2 separate regions of the Manis pentadactyla genome follow, and region 1 is linked to region 2. A link is a contact called in public Hi-C data. All regions are on one chromosome and are shown on one strand. Each heading gives the region's core, a stretch centred on a gene start, on an enhancer-like site or on the middle of the called end of the contact. The rest is flanking DNA. Distances are from core to core; before and after follow the strand shown. Region 1 holds the start of LOC118907423 (cytochrome c oxidase subunit 6C). Region 2 holds the start of RGS22 (regulator of G protein signaling 22).

Region 1 (6,767 bases), core at 1,721-4,220, 200 kb after region 2:
GATATTGTTGTTTAACTTCTCAGTCCTTCACAGTTTCTTAATCCAAAAAATTATTCTTTCCTTTTGATGCAATATCATTGGTACATCTTATGGCTGAAAGGATTGAAATAGATTCCCACTTTTTGGAAAAAGTGCATAATTTGTTTCAGAGTCCATTCATTTCTTTTAGCTCATGGAGTTGTAATTGCCTTTCTATGTATTGTGCACATTTTCCAACCTGTGAGGGGCTGAGCACAGGTGAGAGGGCCAGGTCCTCTCAGAAGCACCTTGAGAGCAGAGCAGTAATGGAGAAGCCACAATAGAAGTTTCCCTAAGCCCATATTCCAAAAATGGCATCTTTTCAACAATTTTTAAGGTAATTGTCAAGACCAGGATGAAAAGATGTAGAAGCAAGACTGTTGCTTTGCTTCTTTCCCAATCAAGGGATCCTCACCTCCCTGAGCTGGATATGTGCCTGTTGAGGATGATCTTGAAGGGGTCTGACTTCCAGCCATTATGAATACTTAACTGAAATCTTACTCCCAGCATCTTACACCAACACATCCTACTTTATTCCCTGGGACCATGCAGAACAAGCCCAATCCTTCCAGTGAGCCATCTTTTAACCTAGTGTTGACCATGGGCTCAAGTCAGATTGCCCACATCTTCTTCAAACTTCCACTATAAAACAGATACCTCTTCACATAGACTTTAGGTGTCCCTATTCTACTCTATTTTTTTTCATTACACTTACTATCATCTGACATTTTTGTTTATTGTCTGTCCTTTCCTCCAGGCCCACTATAATGTAAGCTTCATAAGGGCAAGCTTCTTTTTTTTCATTTGAACAGTACCTGGTTGGGGCAATATAGGCACACAATATTCTCTGGTCTCACAGCCTTAGCGATGAGTGAGACTCCTGCTCTATACCACTACACCCTCAGAAGGAAAGAAAGCCTTTTTTACCAATAGTTTTAACAGAAGTTGGAGAATTGAGTCTCATTGGCCTGGCCAGGGTCCTGAGTCTGACCCCAACCAATCACTGTGGCCAAGGAGATGGGCTACATTGGTTGGCCACTTTTGGTCATATGCCAGCTGGAGTAGGGTTTGACTCTTCTAGAACCACGTAGCTGGAAGTCAGGAAGGGGTGGTTCCTGGAAGGGCAATCAAGTACTGCTCCTAGAAGAAGGAAGGAAGGAATGCAGGGCAGGGAAAAAGGACAGACTGGGGAATGCACATTAAGAATGCCTGTCTGTCAAGAACTATACATGCATTATCTCATTTAATTTGTACCACAACCCATCAAGGTAAAAATGGATGACATTTTAGAGAGGAGAAAGCAGACTAAGGTTAAGAAGCTAGAGGTTATGATCTGAGTCTCAAATCCAGGCCTAGTAGGCTCTATAACAGAGCCCACGTACGCCATCCTCTCTATTCACTCCCACCATTCAGGTTTGATTCATTTAACTCCTTCAATCAATCTCTGTGGATTATTGTGATTGGCTCTGTGCTTCTCTACCCACACAGTGTTCCTAAATAACCATTCAGCACTCCATCCCAGCCAGGCTCTGTTCCTGTGTCTGTCTTTGCTACATTCTCATGACCAGTTTGTCCCTTAGCATCTCTCCACTTCTTCAGGTCTCTCCATTAGACTGAGGCTCACCTTCGCTGCCATTTCTTCCATGACTTCCAGTAAGCTTTCCCTGATGATTCAACACAACAGTCCTTGTGAACTCTGAAATATACTGATTATTCTCTGGACTATTCATGGGATTGGGGATAAAAAGGAATAGGGAACAAATTTATCCTTGTAAAGATTTTCAGCTGGGTAGAACCTGGAGAAAAGGACTGAAAAAGCTGAGGTACAAACCCACCTTGACCCTCAGTTAGGGTCAAAGCCTCACACAGTGACGTTTTTGTGCAGCTGAAATGTTCCATTTTCCAGAGTGTCAGTTAAAAAGTTGAGGACAAAGACTCTGACAAGAAGTTTTGAAGATCTGCCCTATGACATAGAAGAGCCTGGGACATAGGAAATGCTCTGTCAATATATGTTGAATAAATATCATGAATCTTTTGTGTCCCAGTGTATTTTCCACAGTGCTTGCTGAGTTGACTTAAATATATCTTACAAATCCAGGTTATTTCAAAAAAACTAAACCTGACACTGGCTAAACACAAGAGCCTTACCCTTACACACCACATTCCATAAACTTCTAGTTCCCTTCTGTGGGGAATTTGGGGTTCCTAATGCCAGGATCCTCACTGAACTTAAACCACCTGATGATGTAACTGGCTTATTGCTCAGCTACCGCTTCCATACCTTTAGGCAATAACCTATTATTGCGGTATATAGAGAGCTCGGCCCAGTGCTCTGGGCAGACGCAGAGACGCTAGTGCTCGACCTACTGCCAGGAGAACAAGCCAGGTAATAAACCCTTTCACCCCAGAAAATGTTTTGCTGTCAATTTCTTTGGTCACATTGAATCCATAGCGAACTTGCCCGGGGCTGAAACCCATTGGCAAGACACCTTCCTTTAGTGCCTTGTGCAAAAAACCCACACAATACTTCCATCAAAACTTGCTCAGCTCTTGCAGGCAGGTAATTGCTTCTTCAGTAACTTAAAGGCAGGTAACTTGTCTGTGGTAGCGCCCATCATTTGGGAAAGGTAGTAATGTTTTGTCTCATCTGCTGGATTCTGAGCACCTAGAACTCGGCTGTTTTATCACCTCTTACTCAAACCAAGCGGTTATTCACACAAGGTAGTTAAACGAAAATGTCTGTGCACATGGTTAGGGCAAATGATTTGTATTATATTTGTAGAGTACATTAAAAAAACCCACCTATTAAATATTTTTATATCACATCAACTCTGTACATAAGATTAAGATCGCCAATTTACTAAGGAAACTGACTCAGAAGGACAAACCCTTGTCCAAAACCACACAGGAGAACAGCTAATCTGCTGTACTCCAGCTGTCAACGGCGGTAGGCGTGCCGAACTCTTTTGAACTCTCTCCGCCACCGTCGCCGAGTCCGCAGCGCTTCCTCTCTTTCTACGCCTGCGCACTGCCCGAGGCCGTCCATTTCCGCGTAGGTTAGGAGGGTCGTTGGTGTCGGGGTGAGTGAGGTTGCTCCGTGAGTCCTTCGTTCAGGTTCCCATAGTTGCTTCCCGCCGCCTGCTCTGGGAGTCGAGTTGTGACTCGCTCTTGCGGCCGGGGAGCTGAACACCTTTTCTTCGGCCGTCTCCAACGCGCGCCCACCGCGGCCTGAGGAGGGCAGCGGGCGGCCGGCGGGGACCCGCGGGGGCGCGGTGGGCTGCCGGGGCCGCGAAGAGCCATTCGGGCTTCTGAGGCAGCTGGCCCGGCCCCGGGCCCCGCTGCGCCCTCCCCCCAGGCAGTGCGACCTTGGTTAGGACGTTTGACCTGTGCGGCCCTATGTTCTCTCTTGTGCAAAGGCCGTGGTGGTCTTTTCTTCAGTCGCTCTTGAGGCATAGGGGTCAGCGTCGGTGGCGCCCCCTGCGGCGTTGGCGCTCGTTCGGTGTGGGCTCGGTGGTACCGTTTGAGGTCAACCTTGAGAAGCTGCCAAAGGGTCGCCGTACCTGTGGCGGGAGGGCAGAGGAGGCGGTCCTCTGCAGCTTCCCTCGGCGCACCCGGGTCCTCCTCACTCTCCCGCCCTGGGGGAACCGCGGGGAGGGCCCGCCGCCCCGGCCGTAGGTGTGGGCTGAGGCCGTGCAGCGCGGCGGCCGCCGGGTGGGCTCTCGAGGTGTCTGTTGCATTTCTGTCCGAGTTTTGATCGTTTACTGCGTGACTTTGGGAAAGTTAACGTTGCCTTAGTGCCCCCGAGTTTTCTCATCAATAAGCTGGGAATAACAACTGTCTCACGGGCTTGTCTGGAAGAGTAAATGAGTTGATAGTGTATTTATAAAAGAATAAATGATATAAACCCATTTACATTTGTCAGTCTAGAGCCACTGCTTATGTTTTCTGTAGTTGGGAGAGATTTTTGTTGGTAGTTTTTTGCCCCCGCCCCGGTTGCTATTTTGCCGCAGTCACGTTGCTTATTTAGCGCAGTCAGGCAGTCAGTATGCTTGAGGGAAACAAAAAAATGAGCAGGCTAAGGCCTTAAGCGCCTTAGGATTTGTGGGAGGGGTCAGTCCACTATCCTGCCTGGGCCCTTATAGACACTAAAATGCATTATGCATAAGAGTTCTTTAGATATTTTTTTATGATCTAAGAGTTTTCTTCTATTATTCTATTATCTACCAAGGATTAAGAATTACCATGGCTTCCAGTGCTTTGACGAAACCTCAGATGCGGGGCCTTTTGGCCAAGCGCCTGCGATTTCATATTGTTGGAGCATTCATTGTATCCCTGGGGGTTGCAGCTTTCTATAAGGTATGTATCTGTTTTTTACTTTGTGCTTATGGTCCAAATATGTGTGTTTTAAATTAAAAAGTGTACTTCATTTTCATAAGCAGTTCAGTCTTTATAAAGAAACCCCGTCTTTAATATGCTCCCTTCCTCTTACCTTTCTCCCCACTTTTCTCAGTGTGGCAGGAAAGTACCTCATATTCCCCTGGTAGCTTGTCCTCCATCTTTAAATGAAACTGTGTTATTTTGTCAAAGCTGGTGTAACAAATTTCCACAAACTGCAGGTCTTAAACAATAGAAATTTATTTTCTGTTATGGAGGCTAGACATTCCAGATCAAGGTGGCTGCAGGGTTGATTTCTTTTGAGGCCTCTCTCCTTAGTTTGTGGATGGCTTTCTTCTTTTCTCTTCACGTTGTCCCCCTGTGTGTTAGTTAGCCTGTCATTGTCTAAATTTCTTCTTAGGAAGGATGCTGAGTCATAATGGCTTAGGGCCCACCCCAAAGACCTCATTTTAACTTAATTACCTCTTAAAGACCGTATCTCCAAATACTGTTATATTCTTGAGTTACTATGGAGTTAAGACTTCAATACATGAGTTTGGGGAGTTACAGCTCAGCCTGTAAAACAGACTGTAATTGCTTTTTCAATAAAGGGATGAGAAAGGCAGTAGTAGTGTTTGGCACCTTGGAGAATTGTTGCCACAGAATTGCTTTTTAACTCTGCCTTCTGTGGATTTTAAGGTTATGCCCTTTGGGTTTTTTAAAATAAATTTTATTGTGATAAAGTACACGTAACAAAATTGAATCATTTTTAAGTGTATAGTTAAGTGGTATTAAAAACATTGATAATGTGCAACCATCACTACCATCCATTTCCATAATTGTCTTGATCTTGTGAAACTGCAACTCAGTACCCCGTTAAAAATAACACACTTCCATTTCCTACTTTCTCCCCCTCTCCCACACTGACTTAACAGCCCATGGAACCACAATTCTACTTCCTATATCTGATTTGACTACTCTAGGTACCTCATGTAAATGGAATCATACAATATTTGTTTATTGTAATCAACTTATTTCACTAGCATAATGTCCTCAGGGTTCATCCATGTTGTAATGTCAGAATTTCCTTTTTATGACTTAATAATCCATTATATTTGTTTACCACATTTTGCTTATTCATTCACCTTTGATGGACACTTCTATGGTTTAGCTGTTGTGAATAATGTTGCTATGAACATGGATGTACTGAAAGATTCACTTTCAGTCTGTATCTTTGGATCTGAAGTGAGCCTGTTGTAGACAGCATATAATTGGTTTATGTTTTTACCCATTCTGCCAATCTCTTGTCCTTTGATTAGAGAGTTTAATCCATTTACATTTAAAGTACTCATTGATAACAAGGGACCTTTCTTCTATCATTTTACTGTTTTTTTCTTTATGCCTTGTAGTTTTACTGTCCTTCATATCCTGCATTTCTGTCACTTTTTGTGCCTAGGTGATTTTTGTAATGAAATGTTTAAATGACTTTCATTTCCTGTTGTGTGTATTCTTTAGTGCTTTTCTTTGTGGTTACCATGGGGAGTACATTTAACATCCTAAAGTTATAACACTAATTTGAATTAATATGACATTAACTTCAATAACATATACAGACTTTACTCCTTTACAGCTCTGTTCCCAATCCTTTTAGTTGATGTCACTAAATTACATCTTTATATGTTGTATTCCCCAAAACATAAATAATAATTCTTTTATATTTAAATTATGTAAAAAACAACATGTGGAGTAACAGGTCAAAGTTACAGTAACACTAGTTTTCAGACTTAATGTTTTAAAAAGTTCATTAGTGTCTTAAATCATCTGGAAAGTAAAAAGTGGAGTTACAAACCATTATTAAATAATACAAGCTTTTATAATTGCCTGTGTATTTACCACTATTGAGATCTTTATTACTTTGTATGGCTTCAAGTTACTGTCTAGTGTCCTTTTCATTTCTCCAAGAGGACTCCCTTGCAGGGCTGATGTAGTGGTAATGAATTACTTTGGATTTGTTTTTTTGGGAGTGTCTTAGTTTCCTCCTCACTCTTGAAAGACTGTTTTGCTGGATATAGGATTCTTGGTTGACAGTTTTTTCTTTTTATCACTGAATATGTCAGCCCACTACCTTCTGGCCTCTGTAGTTCCTGGTGAGAAATCTGCTCAGAATTTTATTGAGGATCCCTAGTATGTGAGTAATTGCATCTGTCTTGATACTTTGAAGATTCTTTTTATCTTTGGCTTTGAAGTTTATGATCTGGTGTGGGCTTCTTTGAGTTCATCTTGTGATTCATTGAACTTTTTTGATGTTTATATTGATATTTTTCATGAAATTTGGGATAGTTCAGCCATTATTCCAGATGAGAAAATTCTCTGAT
Region 2 (5,917 bases), core at 2,590-5,089:
CACTTTTCTTAACATGATGTCACTTCTGACCTGTTCCATGCTTGTGTTAGCTGCTCATTATTTCACAGTTTTAGCAGTTTTGCAGAGAGACTGTCTGAGATGCTTTCCATATTTCCCCAAATTGAACTGCAGGTGTACTACAAAGTCTGTATTTAAGTAAGGCCATCTCAAACACATCCTCCAATGTGTTTCCCAACAATATGTCCAGAATCAGAAGAGAATAAACAGAAACTTAATTCCATTTACGTAGATATATCTCCCATTATAAACTTCTGGTTTTGAACTGTATTGCTTTTCAACAAGGATATAGAATAGTTGTAGAAAAAGGCCTTTTTGAAAAAACTAGGAAGTTTGGAGGTCAGAGACAGAATAAAATGTTTTAAATAATATCTGGTCATCAGGGTAATGCAAATCAAAAACCCCAAAGAGATAACCACTTCATTCAGTAGGATGGCTATAATTAAAGTGATAAGAGGATGTGGTGAAATCAGAATATTCATCTGCTGCTGGCGGTGATATAAAGTGGGTCACCCAACTTGGAAAACAGTCTGGCAGTTCCTCAAAAAGTTAAACAGAGTTGCCAAACAAATATAGGATTACCTTTTGACCCAGAAATTCCACTCCTAAGTATATATCCAAGAGAAATGAAAAAATATACCCAAACAAAAAAATTGTACATGAATGTTCATAGCAGCATTATTTGTAATAGCCAAAAGCAGAAATGACTCAAATGTCTATTAACAAACAAATCATGGTATAACCATACAATGGAGTATTATTCAGGAATAAAAAGGAATGAGGTACTGATTCATGTTACAACGTGGGTAAATAAATCTTAAAAACATTAAGTGAAAGAAGCCAGTCACAAAAAAACAACAGATGGTGTGATTTCATTTGTATGAAGTCTCCAGAATAGACAACTATAGAGGCAAAAATAGGTTAGTGGTTGCTTGGCATGGGTGAGGGGATCATCAGGAATGATGGCTAAAGTGTATAGGGTTTCTTTGAGGTGATACAAGTGTTCTAAAATTGATTCTGGTGGTAGTTGCAGACCTCTGAATATACTAAACACTACTGAATCATACACTTTAGGTGAAGTGTATGATATATGAATTGTGTTTCAATAAAATTTACCAAAAAAATCACCAAAACATTAGCTTATAACCTTTGTATTTGGGTTCAAGTTACAGTCTTTGTGGTTCTTGTGCTGTTTTTAAATCTCATGAGATTATTTTTAGAGGAAAGCACTGCGAAGCATGGTTGTTAAAGAGTAGTCTTTTTGGATCAGACAGACCTGGGTCAACTGTGGCTTCAACACTTTCAGTTGTTTGTCTTTGAGCAAATTATCTCACCTCTCTTAAGTCTCAGTTTCCTAAATTTTTGAAAATAATAATACCAATCTCTTAGGGTTATTGTTAGAGGCCCATAGTAAGTGTGCAATAAGTGTTAAAACAAACGTTAATGTTAAAACAACCTATTAGCTTCTCATTGGTATAGTTATCTAAAACAGGGATAAATAAATATTTTCTGCGAGCAGGGCACAGTGCAGAATGATTGCAATGGAGAGAAGATATTGCAATAAGTATGCAGTGGCAGGCTCTCAGTAGGGAGTGCTGCAGGTGGGGTTGGGGGATAAAACAAGATATATCTCCTTCAGTCTCCTTCCAGGAGGTTACTGTCTGGTGGGTGGCACTGAAAGTAGAAGGTGCACCTCCCTGTACAGATTATTTTAATATTAATGTGGTTTTAAGATACAAGTTTGTACCAAGTATACAAGAGCAAGAGAAGAGACAAGTGAAAGCAATTCAAGTTGAGTATTGAAGAATGAGAACATTGAGCCTGATACAAGTCAGAAAAGCTTCCATGGAAGTAGAAACAGCATAAGACAACACCTGAAAACCCCGTTTATATGTCGACTCTCAAATTTACATCTCCCAAATTCCAGGCTCCTATATCAACTGCAATCTCAAAATCTTCACTTGGATGGCTACTAGACTTCTTAAACTCAGAGCTTTCCCCATCTATGATGATGGCAACTCCATCCTTCCAGTTGCTCATGCCAAAATCTTTGTTTCATTCCCACATCCAACTTCTCGGGAAATCTTGGTTCTACCTTTAAAATATATGCAGAATGGGAATCTTTCTCAAACTTGTTACTGCTACCCCCCTAGTCTGAGCCACCGTCAGCTCTTGCCTGCTGCTATCTGTGCCCAACCACATTTTCTATTCAGCACCCAGAGTGATCCTTTTCAAATAAAAGCACAATCGTGCTACCTCTCTGTTCAAAACTATGGTTTCCATTTCACTCAGGACAAAAGCTGGAGTCCTTACAAGGGATTTCGTTTCTCACACCTCCCCTTTTTGTTCTCTTCTACTACTCTTCCTTTACTTCATTTGGCCCTCTGTTTTTGTCTTTGTCCATGTAATATTGAAAAGGCAATATATTGATGCAGGTGTTATTGTTCTTTGCAATACAAGCACCCATTGTCTTACTCCTCGCTTGCATAAGCCTTCGCACTGCAAGTCCCTGGCCTGCCTTACAGCATCCCCCCACACTGTAGGAGGCAAAAGTGGAGCTACTGAAGGTTTTAAGGAGGTCAGATTTGCATTTAGATAGTTTTGCTTTCACCATGGAGACTGGATTTAAGGGGAACTCCACTGGAAGCAAAGACTTGAAGAGGGACAAATTAGGAAAAGTTTTTACAACAGTTTACATGGGAGCCCGTGCAAAGGCTGTGGTTGTTAGTGGGAGTGGAGAGATGATTTCAGATTCCAGAAATACTTTAAGATAGAATTTGCAGGAACTTGAGCTTAACTGAATATGGGGTTTCTGGCTTGAGTCAGAAACCTGGATGAAGGTACCCACTTACTGAATGTGGGATTTATGTAGGAAGATAAAATTTGAAAATAAGAAGTGGGAAAATGTACATTTCCTTTTGGGCATTTTAGTTTGAAAGTAAAGAAGAGCTCCTGCTGTGTACAGAAGGAACTGTATTTAGGGTTCTCACCCTGGAGAGAGGGGTTTGTGCTGGAAATTTGAGTTGGCCGTGACTTTTCAAAAAAAATTATATATATATATATATTAGAACTATCATATTTCTTCTTTCAAATTTCACTTTTTACTTATACTTTTCTATAATAACTTTCCAAAACACAGACTGTGAGCACCCTCGATATACTGTCTCCTCAACAGAGTTCTCAGGTAATTTTTAAAGCTTAGATATATCCTGAAAAGACACTAGTCCTAACCTTTTGGAGCAAAAATGTGGGGAAGATCTGGTTTCTAAAGCACATGAGTATTTAACTTTCTATACAGGCGTTTCAGACAACAGGGAATGAGCTCAAGAGCTGTGCCTGGATGCACCCTCCGTTATCACTCTCAGCCTCTTCTCTCGGGACCAGCCCGGCTGAGCCCCTTTTCTGCACCCACGGGTCAGCGGGTCTCCTGCTCCGGGACATCACACGTCCTGGACAGTGCGGCTCGGTCTTGTTTTGGGAGAAGAGGCCTGGGCCACGGCTACCACTGTACCGGGTCCCCGGCTAGTTCGGCGCCTGAGGGGCACGCGCGACTGCAGGGCCCTCCGCGGTGGCCGCGCCGGGGTCGGAGTTCGCGTGGTCTCCCAGTCTCGACGGCGGCGCCCGCCCGGGTCTAGGTGAGGCCGGGTCTCCCCGTGTGACGTCCTCCGCGCAGAAGCCCGCAAAGGCGCCGGCCCGCCCTGGCTTCGGGCGCCGCGCGCAGGCCCGGAACCGCCAGCCGCCTGCGCCCCCATTGTCCGAGCTCCATAGCAACTGGGCGCGGCGAGGTCACCCACGCCGGCGCAGCCCAGGCCCGCGCGCTGGGGCCCCGAGGGCGCGCGCGGACGCCGGGCGCGGGTCCCGGCGGCGCCATGCCCGAGCTGCGGCTCACCGCGGGTAGGTGGGCCGGGCGGGCAGCTTGCGCCGCCACCGCCGCGGGACTTAACTTCCCCCCGCCTGGCGGCCGCTCTTCCAGACAGTCGAAAAACTGGCCCCACCGCCGGCTCAAAGCGTTTTCTTACGAATTTCAGCGGCTCCGCCCTCCATTTACATTGCCTTGTTAGCACGGGCTTATTTTATCTTGCTTAATTTCCCGTTTTGCACCTGGAATACGAAAGCCTCCGTCTGTTAAGGTTAACTCCTGGGTCACGGTGAATTAGTGACGAAGCTGGATTCCAGGGGCCGTTCCTCCCCACTTCCACCTTGAATTACAAATTAAAATTCAATCTGTGTGCAGCAAATGAACAGAGGGCCAATATTTTACTGAGCTTGCCCATGTATAAAGCAGGGCTAGATGCTGTCTCAAATTATTTCATTTACTTTAAGAGAAAATCAGATCTGAGTGAGATAATGTACTATTTTATCTTGTTTCAGAGCCACCAGCTATTACAGAAGAAGAATTTGTAAGTACAATTTAGAGGGCTACTTATTTTTTTCCCTTGGCTTTTTAAGAATAGCAAAAAGCTATGTATTTTCTCCTTTTTGCCAAACGAGTATAATAGAAGCTTTGGCTTAGTAATAATGGTGCTGAGTACAAGACGTTTTTACATTCTTTAACAGGTACATTTTTAAGAAGGGACCAGTTGATTTTCATGGTGGATGCTATTCACTGTTAGAATTCTTTTACATGAATGACCTCATTTAATTGCTTTATAAACTCTAATGACTCCATGAAAAGGAGGTTTTATCTCCATGGTTTATTGTTTATTGTGGTGTGGCTGTGCAGTTCCTGGTTGCAGTAAACATTAGTAGATGGCATTGGTTAATAATATAGTTATAATTCCTTTTAAAATGTAGTAAATGTTGTTTTCAGGTCATACTTCTGGGGAGTTAAGTAATGATTAGTACTTTGCCATGAATGTTATAAACATTGTCATTTAGGTGAGTGCGTATTATTTAGGGTGGGTTCTGTTGTCATTCCTAAATGACCAGTGGCACCATGAACATACATTATGTGTATTTAAGGAACGTGCCTGAGGTTTAAATAGTTACTTACGAGGTAGCACAGCTTAATTCCTAAGGTCTGAGTTTGATTCTAACTCTGACCACTTCTTGGTATTGTTTGCTTCTGTTTTCCAGCACTTCATCTCTTGTTGGCCAGTTCTCTTATTTGTTTTTGGCTTTTTATTCAACAAACAAGAATGCTGCTATATGTGCAGTGCATGATGATAAGTCTCAAAAAGTTCAGTCTAGCAGGGGCTGTGAGAGAAGGCTAAGGTTGCACTGCCAGCAGCTTCCATTTTCACCCTTCCAGACCTTTGGTCTACTACTGAGAGAGAGAGATCAAGATAGGGGCACAAAGAACATGTCAGAACCTCCATCCATCTTCTTCTTGCCTTATATAATTTTGTGTAGTGGCAACCTCCTTTAAACTGCTTCCTGACAGTTCTTCATTCCAGGAGGAGGCCCACATCGCTGAAGCCAGCTTTCTCATAAAGTTCCAGTAAAAACTCTCTGAAGAGCAGTCAACAACATTATCCTTAACATTTGAGCAGTCGGCTAACGTCTTCAGGTCTGTGCAAGTGTCTGGGAACTCATAACAGTTTGGAGACTGTATTGGCCACTCCTCAGTCCCTTGGTTTCTTTGATACCACTCTCTCCCAGTTCTCCCATCTCATTTTTATGTACCCTTTTTTGGCTTCTGTTTTTCTTTGCTCACAAAAGTGTTGGCCTTATTCAGGATTCTGTTCTACAGGCTTTCTCTGGGTGAGCTCCTTTGCTCCTCCTACTGTTTCAGCTATTCTCATTTCACAGGACTTCCGAATCCACACACCACTAGTCAGACACCTTTTCTGATGCCATAGGGCTATATCCACTTATTAGGCACCTTTGTCATGTGGATGTCCCTGCATCACTTCAACAGTCTAAATTGAACTTAAAGGCACACACGCACACACACATA

What was found. Hi-C and Micro-C count contacts between places; a contact is called where the count stands out from the background.
Region 1: a contact with region 2 is called in a Hi-C map of fibroblasts, with 5 times the contacts expected there. The contact joins the promoter of LOC118907423 here to the promoter of RGS22 in region 2. A contact is called at or near these places in 2 of 3 Hi-C or Micro-C datasets (fibroblasts and skin fibroblasts).

What each region holds. Positions count from the first base shown.
Region 1 is chr3:40,351,331-40,358,097 of mManPen7.hap1, forward strand. It overlaps LOC118907423 (cytochrome c oxidase subunit 6C), which reads left to right and starts at 2,971. Exons shown (of 4, transcript XM_036876066.2): 1 at 2,971-3,098; 2 at 4,247-4,374. The coding sequence starts at 4,261.
Region 2 is chr3:40,146,590-40,152,506 of mManPen7.hap1, forward strand. It overlaps RGS22 (regulator of G protein signaling 22), which reads left to right and starts at 3,840. Exons shown (of 27, transcript XM_057497863.1): 1 at 3,840-3,912; 2 at 4,390-4,418. The coding sequence starts at 3,888.